3 separate regions of the Mus musculus genome follow, and all the other regions are linked to region 3. A link is a contact called in public HiChIP or PLAC-seq data. All regions are on one chromosome and are shown on one strand. Each heading gives the region's core, a stretch centred on a gene start, on an enhancer-like site or on the middle of the called end of the contact. The rest is flanking DNA. Distances are from core to core; before and after follow the strand shown. Region 1 overlaps Drd3 (dopamine receptor D3). Region 2 overlaps Qtrt2 (queuine tRNA-ribosyltransferase accessory subunit 2). Region 3 overlaps Ccdc191 (coiled-coil domain containing 191).

Region 1 (2,700 bases), core at 11-2,510, 120 kb after region 3:
GTCTCTCTCTGTCTCTCTGTCTCTGTCTCTCTGTCTCTCTGTCTCTCTCTCTCTCTCTCTCTCTCTCTCTCACACACACACACACACAAAGCCCCAATTTGTAACATGCATCAATTTTTGTTGCGCAAATACTCCCACCACTGCTCATGTCAAGCCACCACCAAAGGCTTGATTACCAACTTGAAACATTCCTGGAATATTGCTCTCACCAGCATGGTTCTAGCACACTAGTGGGAATGGCATGCTGTCTTAAACACACTTTAATGCTCATCAGCTCTTTGGAGGCTCCATCACTTCTATGAGCAAGAGACTATACTGAACGTAGCTCTTTTTATGAGAGGAGCCAGAACTTCAGGGAAGGCAGGATAGATCTAAAGTTTCAGACTGGAGTTGTCCTTGCAGAGCCAGGTCTCCCATCTCTAGGACCAGTGCCTTTGACAAGGACCCCATTCCCTGTCCAAGGCACATGTAGCTGTCTTAGCCCTGCAGGGAAACATGGGTTTGCTGGCATCCCACTTGTTTGTACTCGGGAGACCAGTGTGAATGCTCAGAACTGAACCTCCCCAAGTATCTTGACTCTGCTAATTGCCAGCGTGTTAGGGTGTGGGGAACGTGGGGGTGGGAGTTGGAGAGTGTGGGGGTGTACTGTTAAAATGAACGTCCCCAAGTTATTTCCCTAGTGGTTTCCATGAGGTACTTCTAAAGTAAAACCCAGAGACGTGTATTTTTAACATCTAATGTATCTTATTAGACAAGTCTGAGAGAGTCTGCATTAGGGAGAATTTCTGTCAAACCTTCTTGCTCACTTGGGGTAAGAGATGAGAGACAAGACTACAGTCTTTTATTGTCACAGTATGTTTTTTTTCCCCCCTTCTTCTTCTTAAATGATTAAGCCGTTAGAATAAATGAGGCCCCCTCCAGCATGTCATAGGTGGGTGGCTAAGACCTCGAGGCTGTTCCAAAATCCACCATTGGAGGGCACCAAAATGCAGCAAGAACTTCGCCAGCTCTGCCGGGGTGAGAAGTTCACGACTCACCTGGGGGCTCTCCAGGCTCTGTGGGGAGGCAGAGCCGGAAAACCTCCCCACTTAGTTCCTGGAGCCCTGCGAGGACCCCGCATTCTCACCCTGCGAGACTTGTTTAGCCTCTGGTTTCCTCTCTGAGCGATTTGCTCAAGGCCAACCGCGGAGGCGCTGGGTCAGGCTTGGCTTGGCGCGGCTTGGCTGGAGAAGGAACCCTGGCTAGGGCCACCTCCCTTGGAGGTGTTCCCAGTCCCACTCCCTTCTTTGTGTTGCAGCATCTAGTTCTTTCGGCCCTCTCTCCTGTAGAGTACTCAGCCGACCCGAGTGCAGTCAATGTTCGCTCTGGTAAAGCCCTAGGGCTGAAATCCAGCTTTGCAGCTAGCTTGTCAGACAGTGAGGCCCGCGGCTGGAGTTTTCTGACTCAAATTTTCTGTCTAACAGAACTGTTCACAGCTATTGAATGAGATTACATTTGTGAAGTTTTTTGTTTGTTTGTTTGTTTTTTAATACAACTTAAAATCCAAAAGGCAGTTCTTACTGTATCGCCATCATTATTGGGCTAGCCTAAGAGATTCATGATTGTTCTGTGTGACTTTAGGTTTTATGATTGTGATTTTTTCCCCCTCCTGGTTGTCAGGCAGTGCACATTAAATTTATTTATCAGACAAGTGTCGAGAACTTTCTTGTGTGAGCCACTGTTGAAGGGCTGGGGTAGTTGTTGATGTTAAACGGGCACAAGGAACCAAACAGCCTAGAGTCGCTTTGCTGTAAGGCTTAGATACTGAACTTGGCAGTGTGACTTAACAGCTAGGGGCCCCAGGGTGAGGCTCCAGGGCAGTTTATTGTAGGAGATATTGGCTGCACAAGCTGGCTTGGTGGCACATGCCTACAAGGTCAGCATTCAGGGGGTGAAGGTGGAGGCAGGAGGATCACAGACTTGTGTTGGTGGCTTGAGCTAACATAACCCTGGAGCTGTCTCTCCATGGAAGAATGCAAAGGTTAGCACATTCTAAGTGGTAGGTTCCATCCCCAGCCCTGGGGAAATAAAAAGATGGGCAGTGACTTTTGGTTCCATTCATCTATTACCTAATAGCTTTGTGATTCTAGTCACCCCACCCGTGTGTGTGTGTGTGTGTGTACATACGCATACGCCCACTGACATGTGCACATGTAATGGGACAATGTACCTACTTTGCTGGACTGTTTATAAATGATAGCTATATTTGTTTTTGTTGCCTGTGCATTCACACAAATTAGGATAACAGGAAATTATACTTCTAGTGGTGCGCTGCAGGCGTGACCTTCACAGGTGACCTTCCCTAACTTTTGTCAAGAATGGGGGACTGTCTAAATCTCTGGAAGATCAGGGTCTAGCTTGGGACTTGTGACGAGGGACAGCAGGACCTTCAGCACACATGGAGCGCCCTCTGATTCTCGGTCGACGTGGCCGATCGCTCATTAAGGTCTTAATATCATGACTGTCCAGCTGAAGCTATCATTAACCTCAAGTGGGGGGTTCTCGCCGTGACTGCTGGGGGAAAGACGAGCCCGGTCTGAGTGGGAGGGCCTGACTCTAACTCCCTGCCTGGGTTTAATGAGCCCAGAGCTCTGAAGGCAGCTTTTCACCACCTTTTATTTGGTCAGACAGGGGGCTCAATAAATCTTTAGTTCTGTGGAC
Region 2 (2,700 bases), core at 195-2,694, 66 kb after region 3:
TTTTCTGTGTCCGTCCCCTCGTGAGTAAACAGGGACAGGCATCGCAGGTGGAGGCAGAATGTTCAGAAGCTGCGTCATACTCTCCATCCTTATTTACTAAGCTCTGTCGGCCTCACCCCTTCCCCACGTTCTTTCTTTTTTTGTTTTTGTTTGTCTGTCTGTTTTGTTTGTATCCAGCCATAAGATTGTCCTGTGGATTTTGAAGTGGTTGGTGAATTGGCATTCTTCTGACCCTGAGGCTGGTTGTCCCTCCGGGGTTCTCTGTAATTCTGTATTTTTGTGGTGGCATGACAGGGCTTTTTTTTTGTATGTATCTTTTCTATATTTATCAATTTTTTTAAGGAGTACACAAAACATATATGTATATACATGTAGTTTTTATAAAAATAATACAATTTAAAAGATTCATTTTTGTAGGTGTAAGAAATGCATTTCTTATATTTGTTTGGTTTCCAATTTATAGTGGCCATTACTGAACATTGTATGTAGGAATTATGTAATTACTGTACTTTTATGTGCTGGAAATCCAACGTTGTTTTTCCTTTTTGTGGTATGACTTGTTGATGAATGCAAGGGATTCATAGAATGCAGACGCAGAGACAGAGTTTCTGTTCTCAGTGATCTGTGTTGAATGGATTTTGTACTTGTTTATATGTTTTATCCTTGGCCAAGACCAAACCCATTATTGAAGGATTATTAGTAAATATCTAAGAATCCATATAAATTTATGAGTTTTATTTATGTCCAAAACACTGAAAATTCTGTTAAACATTGTTCAGTTCCCTGGGTCTTTTTCTTATTAGCACATTTGAAAAAATTGTTTTCTTTTATGTTGTAAATGTATGAAGGGCAACAGCCAATAAACATTTTTAATTAAAAAAAACCCCGCTGTGCATTGTTTTTTGTAAATGGTAGTCTATCTACTAAAGTATTAAATTTCCATGGCACAGAGACTATCCTAAAGATTTCTTATGGGAAAAGCTTGCTTCAGATTTTATCATTTGTGTTTATAATTCTTATGTTTAAAATCTTTATATAATATAAAGAATTTTAATGTTAAGTTTGAAGGAATGTTGTCACTCAATATACATTACCTGCCTCTCTACATTATATATAGTGGATAAAAAGCTATGTTAGTGTATAGTAAAAGTAACTTCACAATCTCTGGAGTAGTTTTTGGGTCCTTTTCCTTCCCCCTCCCCCCTCCTCCTTTCCCTTTCCCCCTTCCTTCTTTGAGACAGGGTTTCTCTGTGTAGCCCTGGCTGTCCTGGAACTCACTCTGTAGATCATTTCTCAAACTCAGAGCTCTGCCTGTCTCTGTCTCCCAAGTGCTGGCATTAAAGGCATGGGCCGCTGCTGCTTGGAGTTCCCTCCTTCCGCTGTGTGTGTTCTAAGAATCAAGCTCAGGTTGTCCGCTTTGGCAAGTGCCTTTACTTGCTGAGTCACCTCAGTGCCCCCCTTTGGAGCACTGTGCCAGACAACTTAGCAAATGCGCCTGTAGCTCACTGTTATCCCCGTGAACTGAAGCTTGGTAAACAATCACTTCAGCCTGCCTGAAGGTCAAAATTATGTCACTTCTCAGCTTCCAAGTTAAATTCTAGCTTCCCATAGGTAAAGGACAACTGTCCACCACTGTAGCAAATTCTTATGAGTACACAGGCGTGGTGGCACCTGCCTGGAATTCTAGCACTTGAGATGGGAATAGAAAGATTATGATTTCAGGACCAGCCTGGGCCTCATAGCAAGACCCTGTCTCAAAGCTGTCTCCCTCCTCATCCTGCCTCCATGCTGTTTTGACTTGCTTCTGATTTGAAGGTACTGAGACAGTCACGACTGAATCGATGGGACTATTCCAGTGGGAAGAGTTATCCTGACAGATGTGTCCACGGTACCATGCTAGTGCCTATATGTGTTCAAAATGAACTGTCAATCAGTATCCCCAGCTAGCTACATACACCCTGAAGATGGCTGCAAGGTTTGAGTCTGATTATCTCAAATGAATGCAGTGGTCAGTAGTAGACTGGGGGTTCTTATATATTGGGGATAGAGATACTTCGTTATTCTCTGGAGCAAAGTAAGGAGAAAACTTTTTTTTTAAGCCAATACTATAATTAAAGGCATTTAATACAAAGTTCAAACAAAGATCATCAAAGGGACTACACTAGAATGGAAAGTGACTATCTTATCAGGAATTATTTTCCTATGGAGGCAGCATGAGGCTAACTGAGCAATGGAGTTAAATCACTATCCTGTGCCTCCCTGATTAGAAGCAGGCGCTCTCCACAGTTTGATTAGTCCTGCTTGTCACTGTGGGCTTTCTGCTTATTAAAACTGGCAGTGCCATGTGTGTGTGTGTGTGTGTGTGTGTGTAGGTCAGGGAGCCTAGAAGGTCACATTTAACACATGGATTATGTGTTAAATGTTATGTTATGTGTTAAGATTATGCTTGATTTGTTTGGTAGAATTGGTGTTCATTTGATTTAGTTATTTGTATTTGTGTGTGTATACACACACACACACACACACACACACACACACACACGGCTCCACACAGCATGAGTGTGCAGGTCAGAGGACAACTTGTGGGACTTGGCTTTCCTTCCACCACATGGGTTCCAGGGCTCAAACCCAGGTCATCAGGCTCGGTAGCCCCTGAGCCACCTCGCCAACCCTGCGGCTGATTTGCAATATTGAATTTGA
Region 3 (2,726 bases), core at 129-2,628:
ACTGTGTGGATGCTGGGAGCATAATCCAGGTCTTGTGGAAAAGCAGCCAGTTTTCTTCTCTTAATCGCAGACATCTTTCCAGATCATTTCCTTGGATTATTATGTCCCTCTTGTTATAAAGTTCAAAGTAACTTCTATGTACTATTATATCTTTAATTGTCTAATCATTTGTTTGTTTATTGGTACTAGAGATTAAACCCTGGACTATGCACATAAGGAAATAATATACAACCAGACTACAACCCTAGCCCTCTATTGCTCTACATGTACTATTTTATTTATTTGTAGATCATTATGATAAAATAGAAAGTGTAACTATTCTTGTGATTAAGCTCATTGAATTACAGCTTTAGGTAGAGCTGGATAATTGAAGTCACAAAGTAAAGCACCAGCAAGGCTAAAACTCAAACATTCTGACATCCTGGTGATGTCTTTAATTTATAGATAATTAGTCTAACAGTGAAGGGTATATTCTCTGTTTTGAAATTGAATGAAAACTACATATAGCCTACTATGGTAGAACACTGTCTCTAGATACTTACCTGAATTTAGGAGATCAAAATTAGAGCCTATAAACTCTGTAGTCAATATGGTCCTTTACCATCCGAGCGTTAAGACCCTGGGAGCAGAGGGTAGGTTTCCAGGGTGTGGAGTGAGGCTGACTGCAGAAGCTAACAACAGCCCCAGGACAGATGCCTGGAGCCCTGCTTTACTCAAATACAATTGCTACTGGGCTTTTCCTCCTGCTTGCTCAAAAGCAATCTTATTAAAATTTAGATTAAAAAAAAGGAGAAGGATGAATTAAAGATCACTGCTTAGTTATTCTTGATCCATAGTAAATATTCCTTAGGTAAACATGAGTCTGATAAGTGTCTTGAAGACACTGGTAAAAGGAATACACTTCCAGTCCTCTCATGCTTCCACAGATAGCATCTACTTGTTCCCTTCACTCTGGTACTAGTCACTTTTCTTACTGCAGAGACAATTCTTGGCAAGAGCAATGTAAGGAAGGGTTTATTTGGGCTCTAGGTTCAAGGGCACAGTCTCTCATGGCAGGGAAAGGAGGCAGCTACAAGGGTTTAGCAGTAGTTGCAGTTTGACGAAATCAGCCACATGGTACCCACAGTTGGGAGGCAGAGAGGGATGAATGCTGACCTAAGCTGGCTTTCTCCTTTTTATTTGGTCTGGTGCTGTTCACATTCCCAGTCCTCCTCCAGTAAACCTCTGCAAAGTCCCACACAGGTGTATCTCTGAGGTAATCCTAAGTCTGGGCAAGATAATGAGAATTAAAGGTCATCCCCACATCCCCACATCCCCAGACCACGCTGCTCCTGTCTCTCCTGATCAGTTCACAGTCTAGAGCTACAATGGTGCTTGTGATGGTTTGTATATGCTCACCTAGGGAGTGGCACCATTAGAAGGTGTGGCCCTGTTGGAGTAGCTGTGTCACTATGGGTGTGGGCTATAAGACCCTCATTCTAGCTGCCTGGAAGCCAGTATCCTGCTAGCAGCCTTCATTCAGATAAAGATGTAGAACTCCCAGCTCCTCCTGCACCATGCCTGCCGGGATACTGCCATGTCCCTGCCTTGATGATAATGGACTAAACCTCTGAACCTGTAAGCCAGCCCCGATTAAATGCTGTCCTTAAAAGAGTTGTCTGTTCACAGCAGTAAAATGCTAACTAAGTCAGAAGTCGGAGCCAGGGATAGGGTATTGCTGTGATAGGCCTGACCACGCTTTTGTTTGGAAGAATGTGGATTTGGAAAGCAGTGGGATCCCTTAAGTGGGGCTTAATGGGCCATCCTGGTAGGAATATGGAAGACTTTGTTGCCGAGAGTGATTTGAACTGTGCAGACCTGGCCCAAGAGGTTTCAGTGGAGAAGAATTTCAGTATGTGGCAGAGACCGTTGTGGTATTTTGGTGAAGAATGTGGCTGCTTCCTACCATTGTCCAAGGAGTCTGCCTGAGGCTAAGGTGAAAAGATTTAGATTTATTGCTTTGACAAAGGAAGTCTCAAAACAGTCGGGTATAAATTCTATTGTGTGGTTACTAAAGTCCAGTTTTATGAAAAGTGTTTTAATGAAAAGGAGCAAGCTGAGAAAGGAAAAATATAAAATATGTGATTCGAGTATTAAAGGGGTACCAGGAATTGAAATGGAGCTGAACCTGTGTTCAAGGATATTAAATTTAATTAAGGGAGTAGTGACTGTGGGGAAAGATCCTACCAGGTGTGGTGGTCCACACCTTTAATCAATCCCAGGAGACAGGCATGCAGATCTTTGAGTTCAAGGTCAATCTACAGAGCCAAGCAGAGGCAGTGAAGGAGATAGGAAGCAGAAAGCTGGTAATAATGTAATAGAACAAAGGGTCCATGTTGCCTTGGTCATGGTGTCTGTTCACAGCAGTAAGATGCTAACTAAGACAGTGCTCTAGCCCCTTGCTCTTACAAGCACACTTGAGTTGGAAGAAGAGTGCATTCTGCTCAATCAAGCCAGGAAAACTCGAAAGTCTTACTAGCCTGGTAACTAACATGACCTCTCTCCACTTCTTTCTTAATACATTGGTTTCTGTATGGGATTGTAGTTGCTGATGGTGTCCATATAATCATTTGTTCTTCCTGTAGCTTTTACCATCTGTTTATTACAGGCTTGATATGGTCAATGAAGCAGAGTAAATCATGATGGGGATGAACTGTACCTAAGTATTTACCTAGAAGAATTCTTCA

The links. HiChIP or PLAC-seq counts read pairs in DNA pulled down with a chosen protein or histone mark.
Region 1: an H3K27ac HiChIP or PLAC-seq map of embryonic stem cells shows a contact between it and region 3, with 6 read pairs. The contact joins two enhancer-like sites. A contact is called at or near these places in 6 of 39 promoter capture datasets (embryonic stem cells, liver, maxillary cranial neural crest and 2 more), 1 of 484 Hi-C or Micro-C datasets (nephron progenitors), 1 of 115 datasets of contacts at active chromatin or transcription factors (embryonic stem cells) and 1 of 9 other capture datasets (pancreatic islet).
Region 2: a contact with region 3 is called in an H3K27ac HiChIP or PLAC-seq map of embryonic stem cells, with 7 read pairs. The contact joins two enhancer-like sites. A contact is called at or near these places in 6 of 39 promoter capture datasets (3T3-L1-derived adipocytes, cranial neural crest, frontonasal cranial neural crest and 3 more), 1 of 115 datasets of contacts at active chromatin or transcription factors (embryonic stem cells) and 3 of 9 other capture datasets (adipose tissue, liver and pancreatic islet).

Annotation. Positions count from the first base shown.
Region 1 is chr16:43,800,506-43,803,205 of GRCm38.p6, reverse strand. All of the region lies in intron 2 of Drd3 (dopamine receptor D3), which reads right to left. Among named protein-coding and RNA genes, the nearest start is that of Gm26074, 32 kb to the left of the region's middle. Within about 2 kb of position 1,260, at least 150 of the 459 cell types and tissues checked have an H3K27ac peak or open chromatin away from gene starts, as enhancers often do. A contact at or near this core is called in embryonic stem cells, where this site is marked.
Region 2 is chr16:43,859,590-43,862,289 of GRCm38.p6, reverse strand. Qtrt2 (queuine tRNA-ribosyltransferase accessory subunit 2) reads left to right here. Exons shown (of 9, transcript NM_001356329.1): 9 at 1-883. Among named protein-coding and RNA genes, the nearest start is that of Gm25989, 26 kb to the left of the region's middle. Within about 2 kb of position 1,444, at least 3 of the 459 cell types and tissues checked have an H3K27ac peak or open chromatin away from gene starts, as enhancers often do. A contact at or near this core is called in embryonic stem cells, where this site is marked.
Region 3 is chr16:43,925,578-43,928,303 of GRCm38.p6, reverse strand. All of the region lies in intron 6 of Ccdc191 (coiled-coil domain containing 191), which reads right to left. Among named protein-coding and RNA genes, the nearest start is that of Ccdc191, 37 kb to the right of the region's middle. Within about 2 kb of position 1,378, at least 13 of the 459 cell types and tissues checked have an H3K27ac peak or open chromatin away from gene starts, as enhancers often do. A contact at or near this core is called in embryonic stem cells, where this site is marked.